4 separate regions of the Mus musculus genome follow, and all the other regions are linked to region 4. Evidence: chromatin contacts called from public Micro-C and promoter capture Hi-C data. All regions are on one chromosome and are shown on one strand. The core of a region is the stretch at or near the end of the contact, and the rest is flanking DNA. Distances in the headings are between cores, read along the strand shown. Region 1 holds the start of Nnt (nicotinamide nucleotide transhydrogenase). Region 2 holds the start of 4833420G17Rik (RIKEN cDNA 4833420G17 gene). Region 3 overlaps Nnt (nicotinamide nucleotide transhydrogenase). Region 4 holds the start of Fgf10 (fibroblast growth factor 10).

Region 1 (3,497 bases), core at 737-3,236, 690 kb after region 4:
TGGAATCCGCTTCTCTACCTTTATCCAGATGTGTCCTTCTCAAATCACCCAGCTTCTCTGTCTTTAAGGTCAGAATTATAGTAAAAACCTACCTCATAAAGGTCTGAGGATTAAAGTAGCAAAGTGCCCTGATCACTGGTTTGTAGAGAGGATTAAAGAACTCAAGATCCTGGTGAGTTACTCCATTCACTTTGTTATTTTTCATGGCCCACTGCTTTGCATTAAACAGAGTAAGTCAGCTAATACTTTTTGACTGAACACTTAAATAACTAGGGCTGGGTATCCTGAGGCCATTCCACAATATATTTCTGAAACAGTTTCCAGACTCTTCCTTTGAAAATAAAAACTTTGTATAGCCTCGTAGAAAACTGGCCCTATCTGTTTGCTTATACTAGAATAATCCAAAACTGTCCCTTCAATAAATTAAAAAAAAAAAAAAAAGAAAGAATGAAAATGGAGCTGGGGTGGTAGCTCATGATTGTAAATGCCAGCATCGGAGAGGTTAAGGCAGGAGGAGCAACTCAAGTTCAAAGCCAGCCTAGGCTACACATAGAAGTTCGTTCAAGCCAGCCAAGGCTACAGACCGAGATCTTCCTCGTCTCGAAATAAAAAAGTATAATAAGAATAATAAAGTAAGAAAGGAAAAATAACCAAGATTTGCCCAAAAAAGGGGGTTCAGTGGGCAAGCAAGCCCCATGCCTCCAAAGTTTTCTAAGGACTGCACACTACCGTAGGACAAATAAAGGGCACCTGCAAGCATAAACAAAGTCATGCTTTTAAAAGCTAGGCATACCAACAAGGACACAATACCCTATCCTGGCAGGCAGCGTGACCTCTCCCAAAGCCACTGCAGCCATGGCTCCTGTCACAGGTGCTGCCCCTCCCTCAGCAACTAAACTGCCACCCTCTGGCACGTGCAGCTGGACCGCTATTTATAACCTCCTGTGGAAGCCCATTGGCTCTGGCTACATAGTAGTTATTGTGCCTCTCAAGTTTGAACCAGCTCTGGCCAGAACTACACCCTGACCTCTAATAGAGCCCACCGTGACTTACCAATCCAAACCCCTTTTTCTCAGTATTCAGAAACTACCACCAGTCAGCCCGGACCTACAGTCACATCTTTTCCTATACACCTAACTGGACACCCCGCCTGAACACTCTCAAAGTTCAAGTACAACTTAGGAGCGCCCAGCTGTCATTCTTCTAGGTAAACCATTCATCGAAAGTCCTCTACGACCTCTCTTCCAGTCCCTCTAAGGGCCAAAATGACTACGTACAACTTTTGCAGCCCTTGCCCCCACCCCACCCCCACCCCAGGATCCAAGATCTGCACCTGCACAGCTGTCACTTGCTTACTTTGTCTTCTGCCGGGACTCCGTTCCCACCTCTACCCTCTCACTCCTTTCCATGTCACCCCAATAGAACGCACACACAAAAGGAGCCCCGAGGCATATACCGCATTCCTTCTCCGTCAGTCTCCTGCAGGAGCCTCTGCGCCCCACTTGCTAGACACAGCCGACCCCGCCCCCCTGCTGCTCTCTCTCGGGTCCCCTTCGCCGAGGGACCGGGGATCTGCGCTGGCTGCCCGCCTTTTCCAGCAGCCCCTAGGCGCTGCAGGGCTGGTTGGCTCACCTGGACCGGCAGGCGGGACAGATGGCGACCCCGGGCTGCGAGCAAACGCCACGCCGAGCTAGCAGACCCGGGGTTGGCCCGCGGCGTTGTGCCTCCAACCCGGAAGAACAGCCCCAACTTTGAGGCGGCGGCGGCGACCACGTGACACAGGGCTGCCTAGACCCGGACCCGCGCCCCCTTTCGGCACCCCTTCTCCCCCTCCCCGAGCCTCCTGCCAAACCCGCTTGGCCCGATCGCCAGTCTGCAAAGGAGAAAAAGACTCCACCAGATGCACGCTTACAGCGCAGCAGCTGGTCCCCTCCGGGTGGCCGCTGAAGCCCCTTTGTCTCTGCCAGGGCCCCAGGCCCGCAGCCCCGCCCCCTTGCTCTTGCTCAATCGGCCTCTGTCAATCAAACCCGATGCCAAGCACTGCAACTCAAGTTTTTAGGAATTCGTACCTCTTCTTTCCCCCCAGGAGACTAAGTTACAAAGTGTGATTTCCTCACCGGTCTCCCAGCAGAGCAAATAAACGGATACTATAACTCCACTCTTGGGCCGGACTTTTCCTCTAACTCTCTAGGAAAAAAAAAAAAAAAAAATCCGAACTTCTGTAACTGGAGAAGACTTAGGCGGGAGGAAGCCGAGGGCGGGAATGGGGGCGTTGTTTTTCCATTCTGGACGGGGGTGGGGTTAAATTCCTCACAAACGAAGTCAAGGCCTGAAAATGAACACACACATGTGCATATTTGGCTTCAACAGCGAGGCCAGCCAAGAGGAAACCCTGCGCTACTATTAACATAGGCAGTGTCTAGAATGTAATTGTAGTTGACGTCCCTGTTAAGGTTCCTGATTAAGGAAATCAAAACATAACGACCTAGTTATTGGTTAGTGATTAGATTCTGTTACTTGCTCTGCAGGTACACTGATTAAACTTACCCAGCGCTGAGTCTAAAGGAAACGTCAGTGTAAGATTGTTTGTTTGCTTGCTTGCTTGCTTTTAATTTTTTTTTTAAGATTTATTTATTTATTATATGTAAGTACACTGTAGCTGTCTTCAGACACTCCAGAAGAGGGCGTCAGATCTTGTTACAGATGGTTGTGAGCCACCATGTGGTTGCTGGGATTTGAACTCCTGACCTTCGGGAGAGCAGTCGGGTGCTCTTACCCACTGAGCCATCTCACCAGCCCCTTGCTTTTAATTTAACTGAAATATTTTAACAGGCAGAAGAAAAAAAAAAAAAACAGACATTCAGTATCTTTTAAAAATAAGTGAACCACAGAGAACCCCTTATTTAGAGAATGCCTTGTGTTTTATACAGCAGAAAGGGTCATTGGGCTACTGGACTCCGCACAGCAATCTGGAGTAAACTCTTCCGGTGGCAGAAGAACTGGAAGGCAGGAAAGGACTCGGCCCGGTGTTTTAAAATAATAATCGTAAGTCAACAGATAGTAATACTGCAGGTACAATGAGGCAAGTCCTTAACCATTTTAAACTCTTTTGTGCTGCGGACTGTGTGGTAAGTAGTTCGGAGTTCACGTGCAAGGCTTTTCTACAATCAGCAAGTCTAGCCTTGAAGGGCATCTGCCTTCATACTCTATGTTTTCCAATGCTTTCTTTCTTAGTGTTGTTTTTGTTACTCCCCCTCCCCTCATTTTGAGTAGCATTCCCCTGTCCTGCTCCTTCCTCTGCCTCCTACCTCTCTAATGGAACTGTTCCACAATCATTTTTACACAGTGTTCTACCATCCCTCCTTCCTTAAGGGAACTCTCCACCCCACTGGCCCTTTTCTGGTTTCCTGACGTACTCCAAATACACAAAACTAATGAACTGAAGTTACCTTGCTCTTTATAATATTTCCAGTTTCACCCATTTAGCTGCAAGTTTC
Region 2 (3,136 bases), core at 350-2,849, 750 kb after region 4:
TTTGCTGCCCACAATCCATTCCCCATCAGCAATCCCAGTAATCTTTCAAAACATGAAATCCCGTGTAGCAGAAATTCCATTCGGGTTCTCAAACATTAGATGGGGAAAGGGTGGGGGTAGAAAACAGCTACACAATGTACAGTACATACTGTCACAGGTCATTAAGAAATAAGACTGTGGTTGGGCGGTGGTGGCGCATGCCTTTAGCCCCAGCACTCGGGAGGCAGAGGCAGGCGGATTTCTGAGTTCGAGGCCAGCCTGGTCTACAAAGTGAGTTCCAGGACAACCAGGGCTACACAGAGAAACCCTGTCTCAAAAAAAGAAAGAAAGAGAAAGAAAGGAAGGAAGGAAGGAAGGAAAAGAAAAGAAAAAAGAAAGGAAGGAAGGAAGACTGTTATCTGTCCAAGGATGTCTTTACTTAAGATCATTCTTTGTATCAGTATATTTTCAAGTGATGGCTAATTGAAGAGTTAGATCCTGTTTTCCCAATCCCTTACTGATAGCTTTGCTTAAAGCTCTTGCACTAAACAAATATTCCTAATAAAGCTTTTTTGTTAGTTTGTTTTTTAAGAAAAAGTTGCCTGGAGATTTTTAAATTTAGAATCAGCAAATTTCTTCGAGTCTGGCTCCATCCATAATGACCTGGCCATACTACCTCAGGCCTCCTTCCTCCCTGATCATGCTTCAACCCCTTAAAGAGACATCATCTTTCCCTTGGACTGCTTGGAGTTGTAACAGAGCCTTGACCTTTGCTTGTACTTAGCAAGTACCTATTTAAAACTCCAGATTTGGAGCTCTGGCCATATGGATAATGTCCTTGTGGAGAGATCTGCCCCCCCCCCCTTGCTCTGAGCTCACCCTCATACTGAGGGCAATAGGCAGCACAAAGAGGTCTGCTTTACTACCAAGAGTGTCTTGTGGACAGTCTATAATCTGGATGCAATACTATTTTTAGGCAGGGCAAAGCCAGGAAGATGGTGAAGCACATCTTTAATCCCAGCACTAGGGAGGTAGAGGCAGACAGATCTCTGAGTTCGAGGTCAGCTGGGTCTACAGAGCGAGTTCCAAGACAGCCAGGTTTACACAGACCCTGTTTCAAAAACAAACTAAACAAAACAAAACCCAAAAAAACTCAAACCTCAGATTTTAGTGGAAGTATTTTCTCAGACTCTATTCTCTCATAGATCGCTGTGTTTTTTAGTTTAGGAACACTCATAACTAATAGAATATTTTGTCCCCCCAGTCATTCTCCAATCCCCATCCTGACCCCAGTGAATTGGGCTAATCCGCAGCGTATTTTGCTGACGTCGTACGCATGTCTAATGGCAATAGATTAAGAATTAGAAGACATTTTCTGGCACCTCTTAAAACAAGTGGTCTTTGTCTTCGATTACTTTTAAAGAATTTTAAAGCTCCGCTAACACCTATCCTGTGACAGTGTCGCCTGGTAAAACTGGTCTATAACCCTAATCCCCACGGAAACTCGGCGCTTCCGTGCCGACACTGAGCACCCGATACGTGGAGACCAGAGTCCAACCCGGAAAACCGGTCTTTTCCGGAACTGCTCTTTGCAATGGAAGAGGCGGGACTTCCGGCTTCGCTTTTCCGGAGACCGCCCCTTCCTCTCGGTGCGGGAGGCTCCAACTGCTGCCTCGCTTTGTGTTTTGTTTGTTTGTGTTTTGTTTGTTTGTGTTTTGTTCCTCGCGTCGCCGATGCTGCCCCAGAGGACTGGACCGGTGTTTCAACCGAAACACTTCTTGTATCCGTGTTTTTCCGTAGATGTGATTATTTTTCTTCCTCAAGAAATGCTTCTCGGTAGTTAATACATTACGGAAGGAACCGTGGAGAAGCGCTACGCAAACAGCACAGTTCGTGCCACTTGAGCAAAATAGAGGTCGGTCGGAGGCCGAGGTTGCCCTCCCTTCCAGGTGCAGAACAACTTCGCAGCCCACAGCCGCCGGTGAGTGTTGCAAGTTTGGCGGTGGTCTTGCTGAGGGTGTTTTCCCGCCCCCTTCTCTTTCCCCGGGTTTGTTTTGAAAAAAAAAACGAGCCTTCAACATGCAGAGGAGGGTTTTCGGTTCGTTATCCCCCAGACCTAACGTGTTGAATGGTGAGAGTGCAAACGTGAATAAAACGATGCAAAGCACCAATTTGCTCTTAAAATACCAGGTAGAGCTATGCGTGTGTGCACATACGTCTCTTCGTCTGTAATCACGGTGTTTGCTTATTGGCGTTGCAAGGATTTAAACAAGTGACGTAAAGCAGTTACTGTGGTCTTACCTGTGGGAAGTTAACCCGTGACGGCAATATAGAGATGCACTGAAGACAGACGAAATGGGAGAAAGATAGTTGTAGTAAATAAGAGTTCAGCTTCCAACAAAAGGAGATAAAGGGCCAAATTCAAGCGAGATTTTAAAAAGCAATAGAAAGCTAGTTACAGGCAGAAAGCATCGTGATGACAGTGGTGTCATCAACGCATATCGTGAACTCAAGGGGAAGAATTTAAATATTTATTCTTTCTGTATTTGATGAAAGTTTATTTGTCCAACAGCTTTCTTTGCCTAGTACTATTTGAGGTCCCAGTGATACATTTGTAAATAAGACAGGAGAGATCTGTTTTGTCTGAGTTTCTATCCTGGTGGGAGGTACTGATAAAGTCTATGAGGACAAAAGATATGTTAGGATAGCAATTATGGATGGAGTAGTTTAGCTTAGGTGATAAAGTTGGGCCTTGGTGCAAGTGGTATTTGTGTTGAGATGTGAGTTCTGATGAAGAGTTTGTGATATGATAAGCAAGGAGACGACAAGCTAGACAGAGAGAGCAGGGCAAAGTTCCTGAGATGAGAAACACCTTCTTTCAAGAGCAATCTCTACAAAGCCAGTGTGATTAAAATGATCAGAACAAGGGAATTAGGAAGTGACATTTGGAGAAAGTGGTGGGCTAGCCTGTGTGGCCTCTGCAGGCTGTAGTGTAGGACTATTGATCTAATTCTGTGTGCAAATAACTAGGATTAATGGGCTCCAGCTAAAGAATGGATTTAGGGGATGCTGCAGAAATCTGCTTTTGGTGGGAGTGCTTTTGTTATAGTTTAATCAGATTCTGTTTCTCTATGGAACAAAGACATAGAAGTCTATG
Region 3 (3,370 bases), core at 4-2,503, 630 kb after region 4:
AGAGTTAGTTACTAGAGTCAGTAGTTTTACATTTTAGTTACACATTTCTCCTGTGGAAAATATGGCAGACTGAAAAGAGAAGATCTTTTGGTCTATCAAATACTTATCCAAAAATTTTCATTGACAGTCATAAGTTTCTTAAAAAACACAAAGGGAGTTTTTGACCAACAATTTTAGCAAACTGTTTTGAAATAGAAACTTTCTAAAATATGAGGTCAGCATAGTAAATGTTACCCAAATCATCTTTGGTCACTCCAAGACAAGCTGGGTGAGGCTAGTCTTTCTCATCAGAAGAGAATCGTGGTAATGATGAGATAAAAAAATATTCATGGCAAGGCAGCTGCTGTCCATAAAAATCAATCACTGAGAAACATCACGCAGTCACTCTCTCTGGTGAGGTTTCATAAGTTAAACACAGATGCTGTGCTTTCTAAAATTCTGAGAGCTGTTAGAAGTTAGACAAAGTCACTCGCACAATTCTAAATGAGAAGAAAGGCTTCATCCAATTGTCCTTGACTTTCTGGCACTGGGATTATGCCCTGTCGCTCCCTTTCTTCATCTGAAGTCACTTAAGAGATGAACTACTACTCTGGTTCTGATATCTGGTGTCCATTCACTTTCTTCCCTTTATTAGGGGAAAGAAAAATGTTATACAAGTCAAAGAACTCATAAAAGGGCCTCATAATTTTTCTAACATAGAATAATGAACGTTGTTCTTCTAGTAAACTTGAAGAAATGCTTTCTACAGACATGTTTCCCATCTGGTCCACGTAACATACAACATCAGGGTACTTAGAGAGATAACAAGTCCTCCAGGGGTACATTCAAATTGAATGTCATCACAGCCTTCTACAGAACCTGCATTCATGTCTCTATGAAGGAGTTGGACTTTGGAGTTATAGACAGTCACAAACTGCCATGTGGGTGCTGGGAATTGAATTTGGGTCCTCTGGAAGAGCAGTCAGTGCTCTTAACCACTGAGCCATCTCTCTATCCCCTCACTGACACTCTTCATCTGGAGGACTGCTGACAATCCTATACAAAGGGTTCAAGTCTAAGTGAGTGAGTGAGTGAGTGAGTGAGTGAGTGAGTGAGAGAGTGAGTACATATACTTGCTTAGCTTCTCCGCTCTGCCGCCAAAGGTTTACCAAGTTGCACAACTGCACAAACAACCTTGCTCTCACCCTCTTCCCTCTTCCCACTACACTTTTCAAGCAGACAAGTCAGCCAAGTGCAAGGTAGCAGAAGCACTGCCTAAATCTATACTGTTACTTCTCTTCCTCTTTTCAATTAGCATCCGAATGTGCCACAGGCATCCATCCCCCTTCTCAGAGAAGAAGGGGAGGAGGGGAGGGGGGAGGGGATGGGAGGAGGTGGGGGCTTTGATCTGGGTGTAAAGTAAATAATAATAATAATAATAATAATAATAATAATAATTAATTAATGTGGAAAAAAGAAGAAAAAAATGTCCCTCTAATTCAGAATTGAATCCTGAAATCCTACTACCTAACCCTTCAAGTGAATGTAAGTACTGTAACACTGTGGGTCATTTGAAGAAAAATGGTCCCCATAGGCCCATATGTTTGGAAGTTTAGTCTGCAGTTAGTGGAACAATTTGGGAAGGATTAGGAGGTATGGTCTTGCTGGAGTAGGTGTGGTCTTCTTGGAGGAGGTGTATCACTGGGGATGGACTTTGATATTTTCAAAAACCCATACCAAGCCCAACCTTAATCTCTCTCTCTCTCTCTCTCTCTCTCTCTCTCTCTCTCTCTCTCTCTCTCTCTCTCTCTCTCTTCTTCCCTCCCTCCCTCCCTCCCCCTCTCCCTCTCCCTTCCTCTCCTTTCTTCCCTCCCTCCCTCTCCTTTTTCCTCTCCTTCTCCTCCTCTCTTTCTCTGTGCCTACAGCCTATGGATCAGAATACAAGGTGCTCAACTACTGCTCACCTGCCATGTCTGCCTGCTTCCTGCAACTATAATCACGGGCTAACCCTCTGCAACTATATGCAGTTCCCCCAAATAAACACTTACTTTTATAAGAGTTGTTTTGGTCATGGTGTTTCTTCACATCAATAGAATAGTAACTAAGATAAGCACTAAGAACTTGGATATTTTATTCACTGATCTATCTCCAGAATCTAGAATAGTGCCTAGAGCAAAGTACTACACAATTATTTGTTCAGAGATTTATTATCAATAAATATCCTTAAGAAAAGAGTGCTACCAAAAGGACATGCATGGCATGCATTCACTAATAAGTGGATATTAGCCCAGAAGATCAGAATACCCAAGGTACAATTCACAGACCACATGAAGCTTAAGAAGAAGGAAGAACAAAGTATGGATACTTCGGTCCTTCTTAGAAGGGGGAACAAAATACCCATGGGAGGAGATAAAGACAAAGTATGGAGCAGAGACTGAAGGAAAGGCCATCCAGAGACTGCCCCATTTGGGGATCCATCCCATATACAGTTACCAAACCCAGACACTATGTGGATGCCAAGAAGTGCTTGCTGACAGAAGCCTGATATAGCTGTCTCCTGAGAGACTCTGCCAGTGTCTGACAAATACAGAGGTGGATGTTCTCAGTCAACCATTGGACTGAGCACAGTGTCTCCAAAGGAGGAGTTAGAGAAAGGACCCAAGGAGCTGAAGAGGTTTGCAGCATCATAGGAGAAACAACAATGTGAACCAACCAGTACCCCCAGAGCTCCTAGGGACTAAACCAACAACCAAAGAGCACACATGGAGGAACTCATGGCATATGTAACAGAGGATGGCCTTGTTGGACATCAATGGGAGGAGAGGCCCTTGGCCCTGTGAAGGCTTGATGCCCCAGTGTAGGGGAATGCCAAAGCCAGGAATCGGGAAGGGTGGATGGGTGAGCAGGGGGAGGGCATGGGAATTTTCTGAGGGGAGAACAGGAAAGGGATAACATTTGAAATGTAAATAAAGAAAATATAGAATAAAAAATTAAAAAAGAAAATAAAAAAGAAAAGAGTGCTATGACACTATCATGAGACTACCAGATAACAGTGTTCACTAGCTATTCTAATTCTCTACTAGATCATTCACCTGGCCTGCTGTGCATTCCTTTCAGAAGTATGTGCCTTCGGAGAATCACCAGTCTCTGTGTGGTAGCTCTTTCTGTGCCCTAAACACAACACATCATAGAAACCTTAACTCTTGTTAGAGACTCAAAATATTTCATCTTAAAGCATGTTGAGGAACTGATTTCTTAGGGGGGGAGGGGGACATACATTTAAACCATTAGCCACACAACATAAGACTGTAGAACACTACTAAGCTGCAAATATCATAGGCAAGTTGATGTGTTAAATGAAGTAGCTTACACACACAGAGACACACACACA
Region 4 (3,599 bases), core at 63-2,562:
TTTTGGGCAATAGTTTCCTGGTCTTGTGCTGACTTCTGTCTGTGTCTGGGTTGAAAGTTTGTTTCTGAGAGCAGGGGTAGAGTTGGGGGTTGGTGTGCACAAGAGTGTTTGTGAAAGGTCGGTAGGTAGTGAAGCTGCGTTGTAAAGTAGAGCCCTTTAAACATTAAGTTTGAAGATGGGCGGGGACCTCCTCTTTATGGTAAAATGCAAAGGAAATTGCATAGAGGAAAAAAAACAGGCAGCAGGGGATTTGGTCAAACTCTGTGATAAAATCTGCGATCGCAGGAAAGTGCGTAGGCTTTGAAGTCCATGCGTGATTCTGTAAAGGACTCGTGTTACCAATTAGAAATCAGTAACCTGGGTCCCTGATTTCATTTGCGCCAAGAGAGAGGCTATGTTTAAGGGTGACGATAAATCTCCCTGAGCTTAAAAAGACAGAGAGGGCCAAAGTGTGAACTTTTTACTTCAGCAACGGAAGCGAGAAATCAATGATTCATTAAAACCCGAGACCTCCTTGGAAGCTGGCAGGAGAGGAGGAAACGAAGCTAGCTCATTATGTCTCCCTTCTCGATTTTAGCTTCTATCAGTTTATAATCTGTTCTTGGAGAGAGTTTGCCCAGAGCATCCTCTTCTGCCTTCTCCCCAGCCCTCTTCCCTGCTTCTGGGATCTGGAAGGCAGAAACACATCCACACACAAAAGCCAAGCTCCAAACTCTATTTTCGCGGCCAAAAGGAAAAAAAGAAAAGAAAGAAAAAAGAAAGAAAAGGAAGGAAGGAAGGAAGGAAGGAAGGAAGGAAGGAAGGAAGGAAGGAAGGAAGGAAGGAAGGAAGGAAGGAAGGAAGGAAGGAAAGAAGAAAACTACAGTGGAAAACAAGTGAGCAAGGGGCTCCCTGTAGGGGAGGGGAGTGGTTCCCGCCGGAGGGCAGCAAAATTCGGAAAGCACGCGGACAACTCGCGCTGGTGGCCAGCGCTGCGAGCACAGGACGCCGGAGCCGCAATTAGCAGGAGCTGCAGGCTGCGGGGCGGCTGCGCCCACGGAGGCGGCGAGGAAGGGACCCGCAGCCCCCAGCTCAGAGCAAAGGCATCGCGCACTCCTCTCGCCCAAGATCCCCCCGCCCCCTCCCCGGTCCCTTCCCCCCTCCCTTTTCTCTGGCGTTCCCAGCAGCTTAGGGTTTCAGATGTCCCACCGCCGTTTGACCCCCTCCCCCCCTTCTCCACCCCTGCAAATGAGGTTTGACCAGCAGAGGCAGAGCCCACCTCTGGCTGAAAAGCACTGACATTTAGACTCCAGGCTTCAACCTGTTTACAAGCGGCTTTCCAAGGGACTTGGAGGTGGAGAGAAGGGCCCAACAAAACGCCAGCCGCCAGCCGCCCCCCAAACAAGAAGTGGCTTTCGGAAGACTTCACATCAACAGGCACCACCAAAAAGAGAAAGGAAGGAGAAGACAACAGCGCCTGGGCAGCTGCCTCCAGTTCTGACAACTCCAAAGAGACACTTTTTAAGTGGCCAGCAGGCTGGGACTCTGCAGAGAAGGACCAGAAGGTGCCAACCGCAGAGGGGCGCAGATGTCTTCCTGCACCCCCACCCCACCCACTTTGGGTTTTGTTCACCGTCCTGTCATCTGTTTTTCAGACCTCTTTTGCATCTAACATGGTGAAGAAAGGAGTGAAGAAGAGAACAAAGTAACCCCCGGGGGGAGCGAAGAGCTCTGGTGACCGACACCACCAGTTCCTACTGCCGCGGCCACCCACGTCCACTGTTCACCCTGAGACTGGAGAGACGCAGGCAGCGGATCCGAGGACGGAGCGAGGACAGGCAGCCGGTCCTTCCTAGAAGTTATGGATGTTGGTGCACTCGCTTCTGGCCAGATCCGTACCCAGAGGGAGCTATCCAGAAGCCACCACCTCCAGCTGTCTCTCTGCCTCGCAGCAGGTCTTACCCTTCCAGTATGTTCCTTCTGATGAGACAATTTCCAGTGCCGAGAGTTTCAGTACAATGTGGAAATGGATACTGACACATTGTGCCTCAGCCTTTCCCCACCTGCCGGGCTGCTGTTGCTGCTTCTTGTTGCTCTTTTTGGTGTCTTCGTTCCCTGTCACCTGCCAAGCTCTTGGTCAGGACATGGTGTCACAGGAGGCCACCAACTGCTCTTCTTCCTCCTCGTCCTTCTCCTCTCCTTCCAGTGCGGGAAGGCATGTGCGGAGCTACAATCACCTCCAAGGAGATGTCCGCTGGAGAAGGCTGTTCTCCTTCACCAAGTACTTTCTCACGATTGAGAAGAACGGCAAGGTCAGCGGGACCAAGAATGAAGACTGTCCGTACAGTAAGTAACAAATGCGTGCTCCTCTCCTTCCAATTATCCACCCCCACCCCACGCGGGGAGGGGGGGGGAGACAGAATCTGTTCCAGATGTGGCCAGCTAAATATTTATGTCCCCAACCCCTGTAAAATGATGAAGTGGAATACTTTCACACTAAATCAGCCCCCTCCCGAGTATACATTGTGCGCAGCATTTCCTCCACCATGCAAGCCTCCTCCACATCCCTTGCAACCCTGATTCCCTGATCTCTCTAGTCTGTCACTCACAGGATCACTCCTGGTGCTGTTCAGTTGCTGCTGCTAGGAGATGCCCCATTCTGTCTCCAATACCTTCCCCCATCTCACCCAGAGGTCTCCTTTCCCTCCCTTCTGGAAATGGCTCAAGTAAACACATTTTGTTTCTTTTCGCTGGCAATCTTAAGAGTTTTTGGGACAGACTCCTCAAGCTGAAAATAATTATCCCGTGTCAATTATGGGAGCTTTATGGGAACTTTAAGGAAGAAAAGTCACTTCCAGTCCCCAGCAAAAGCCCCACCATTTCTAGATAGAGGCCAAAGAGTTTATTTTCCCTGGTTTTGACTTTTTTTTTCACCCCCTCCTTTTGGGTCCTTCATTTCGGTTTGAGTGATTGCAGTCCATGAAGTTGGTCTTTCGGGCAGCACCGCTGCTATTTGTCTCCTGCCTGCCTTCTCTTGGTAACATGACGCTCATGTCTGCATTGTCAATAGCATATGCGCTGCTTTGTGGTGTCTTGTTGTACTGTTTCTTCTGAAACCTCTCATATTGCAGAGGCATAGTACTACAGCATTGTAAACATCTGGGACTGGATTCACGCAGACCTCACACAAATTTCATTGTCATCCTTTTATTTTCAAAGTAAAAGCCCACGTCTGTTTCCAAGGCTGTATCCCATAGGGCGAGGCTGGTCTCCCCAGCACACATTCTGCAGGGGATCTTTGGATCTCTTTCTCTCCTTTTTTCCTTTCTCTCTGGTCTTTCTTTTCGTTCTGTCTTGTGGGGGTGGGGGTGGGGAGCTGGGGGGCTGAAAGGGGAGGAAGAATGGGGAGAGAAGGGGTGGGTACCATGTCTCTTCTTGAATCAAGCCAGCCAAGCCAGATTATTCTGCTGGCTTCCTTTCCTGGTTACTTTCAAGTGCTGTGACTTATTCATCCTCCACTGATTGTTATTTGAAAGGATCCCAAGGCTATGTAATGGCACACTGAAGACAGTAGACAATGACATTTAAACATCTTTAATGACCGCTTGGCTTTATCTCTT

What was found. Promoter capture Hi-C pulls out the DNA fragments that hold promoters and counts their contacts. Hi-C and Micro-C count contacts between places; a contact is called where the count stands out from the background.
Region 1: a contact with region 4 is called in a promoter capture Hi-C map of cranial neural crest. The contact joins the promoter of Nnt here to the promoter of Fgf10 in region 4. A contact is called at or near these places in 9 of 39 promoter capture datasets (the 3T3-L1 cell line, 3T3-L1-derived adipocytes, the HPC-7 cell line and 5 more) and 2 of 115 datasets of contacts at active chromatin or transcription factors (both in embryonic stem cells).
Region 2: a contact with region 4 is called in a Micro-C map of embryonic stem cells. The contact joins the promoter of 4833420G17Rik here to the promoter of Fgf10 in region 4. A contact is called at or near these places in 3 of 39 promoter capture datasets (cranial neural crest, embryonic stem cells and hippocampal neurons) and 1 of 484 Hi-C or Micro-C datasets (embryonic stem cells).
Region 3: a promoter capture Hi-C map of the HPC-7 cell line shows a contact between it and region 4. The contact joins the enhancer-like site here to the promoter of Fgf10 in region 4. A contact is called at or near these places in 12 of 39 promoter capture datasets (the 3T3-L1 cell line, 3T3-L1-derived adipocytes, the C10 cell line and 9 more), 2 of 484 Hi-C or Micro-C datasets (embryonic fibroblasts and reprogramming fibroblasts), 4 of 115 datasets of contacts at active chromatin or transcription factors (the NIH/3T3 cell line, embryonic limb bud, forebrain and 1 more) and 3 of 9 other capture datasets (embryonic stem cells, embryonic tail and embryonic trunk).

Annotation. Positions count from the first base shown.
Region 1 is chr13:119,407,271-119,410,767 of GRCm38.p6, forward strand. Nnt (nicotinamide nucleotide transhydrogenase) reads right to left here and starts at 1,987. Exons shown (of 17, transcript NM_001308506.1): 1 at 1,633-1,987.
Region 2 is chr13:119,461,160-119,464,295 of GRCm38.p6, forward strand. 4833420G17Rik (RIKEN cDNA 4833420G17 gene) reads left to right here and starts at 1,600. Exons shown (of 13, transcript NM_001113550.1): 1 at 1,600-1,960.
Region 3 is chr13:119,346,953-119,350,322 of GRCm38.p6, forward strand. The region is part of intron 14 of Nnt (nicotinamide nucleotide transhydrogenase); the gene reads right to left. Among named protein-coding and RNA genes, the nearest start is that of Nnt, 61 kb to the right of the region's middle. Within about 2 kb of position 1,254, at least 3 of the 459 cell types and tissues checked have an H3K27ac peak or open chromatin away from gene starts, as enhancers often do. A contact at or near this core is called in the HPC-7 cell line, where this site is marked.
Region 4 is chr13:118,713,387-118,716,985 of GRCm38.p6, forward strand. It overlaps Fgf10 (fibroblast growth factor 10), which reads left to right and starts at 1,313. Exons shown (of 3, transcript NM_008002.4): 1 at 1,313-2,325. The coding sequence starts at 1,998. RefSeq lists cis regulatory regions at 1-550, 1,111-1,121 and a promoter at 1,344-1,997.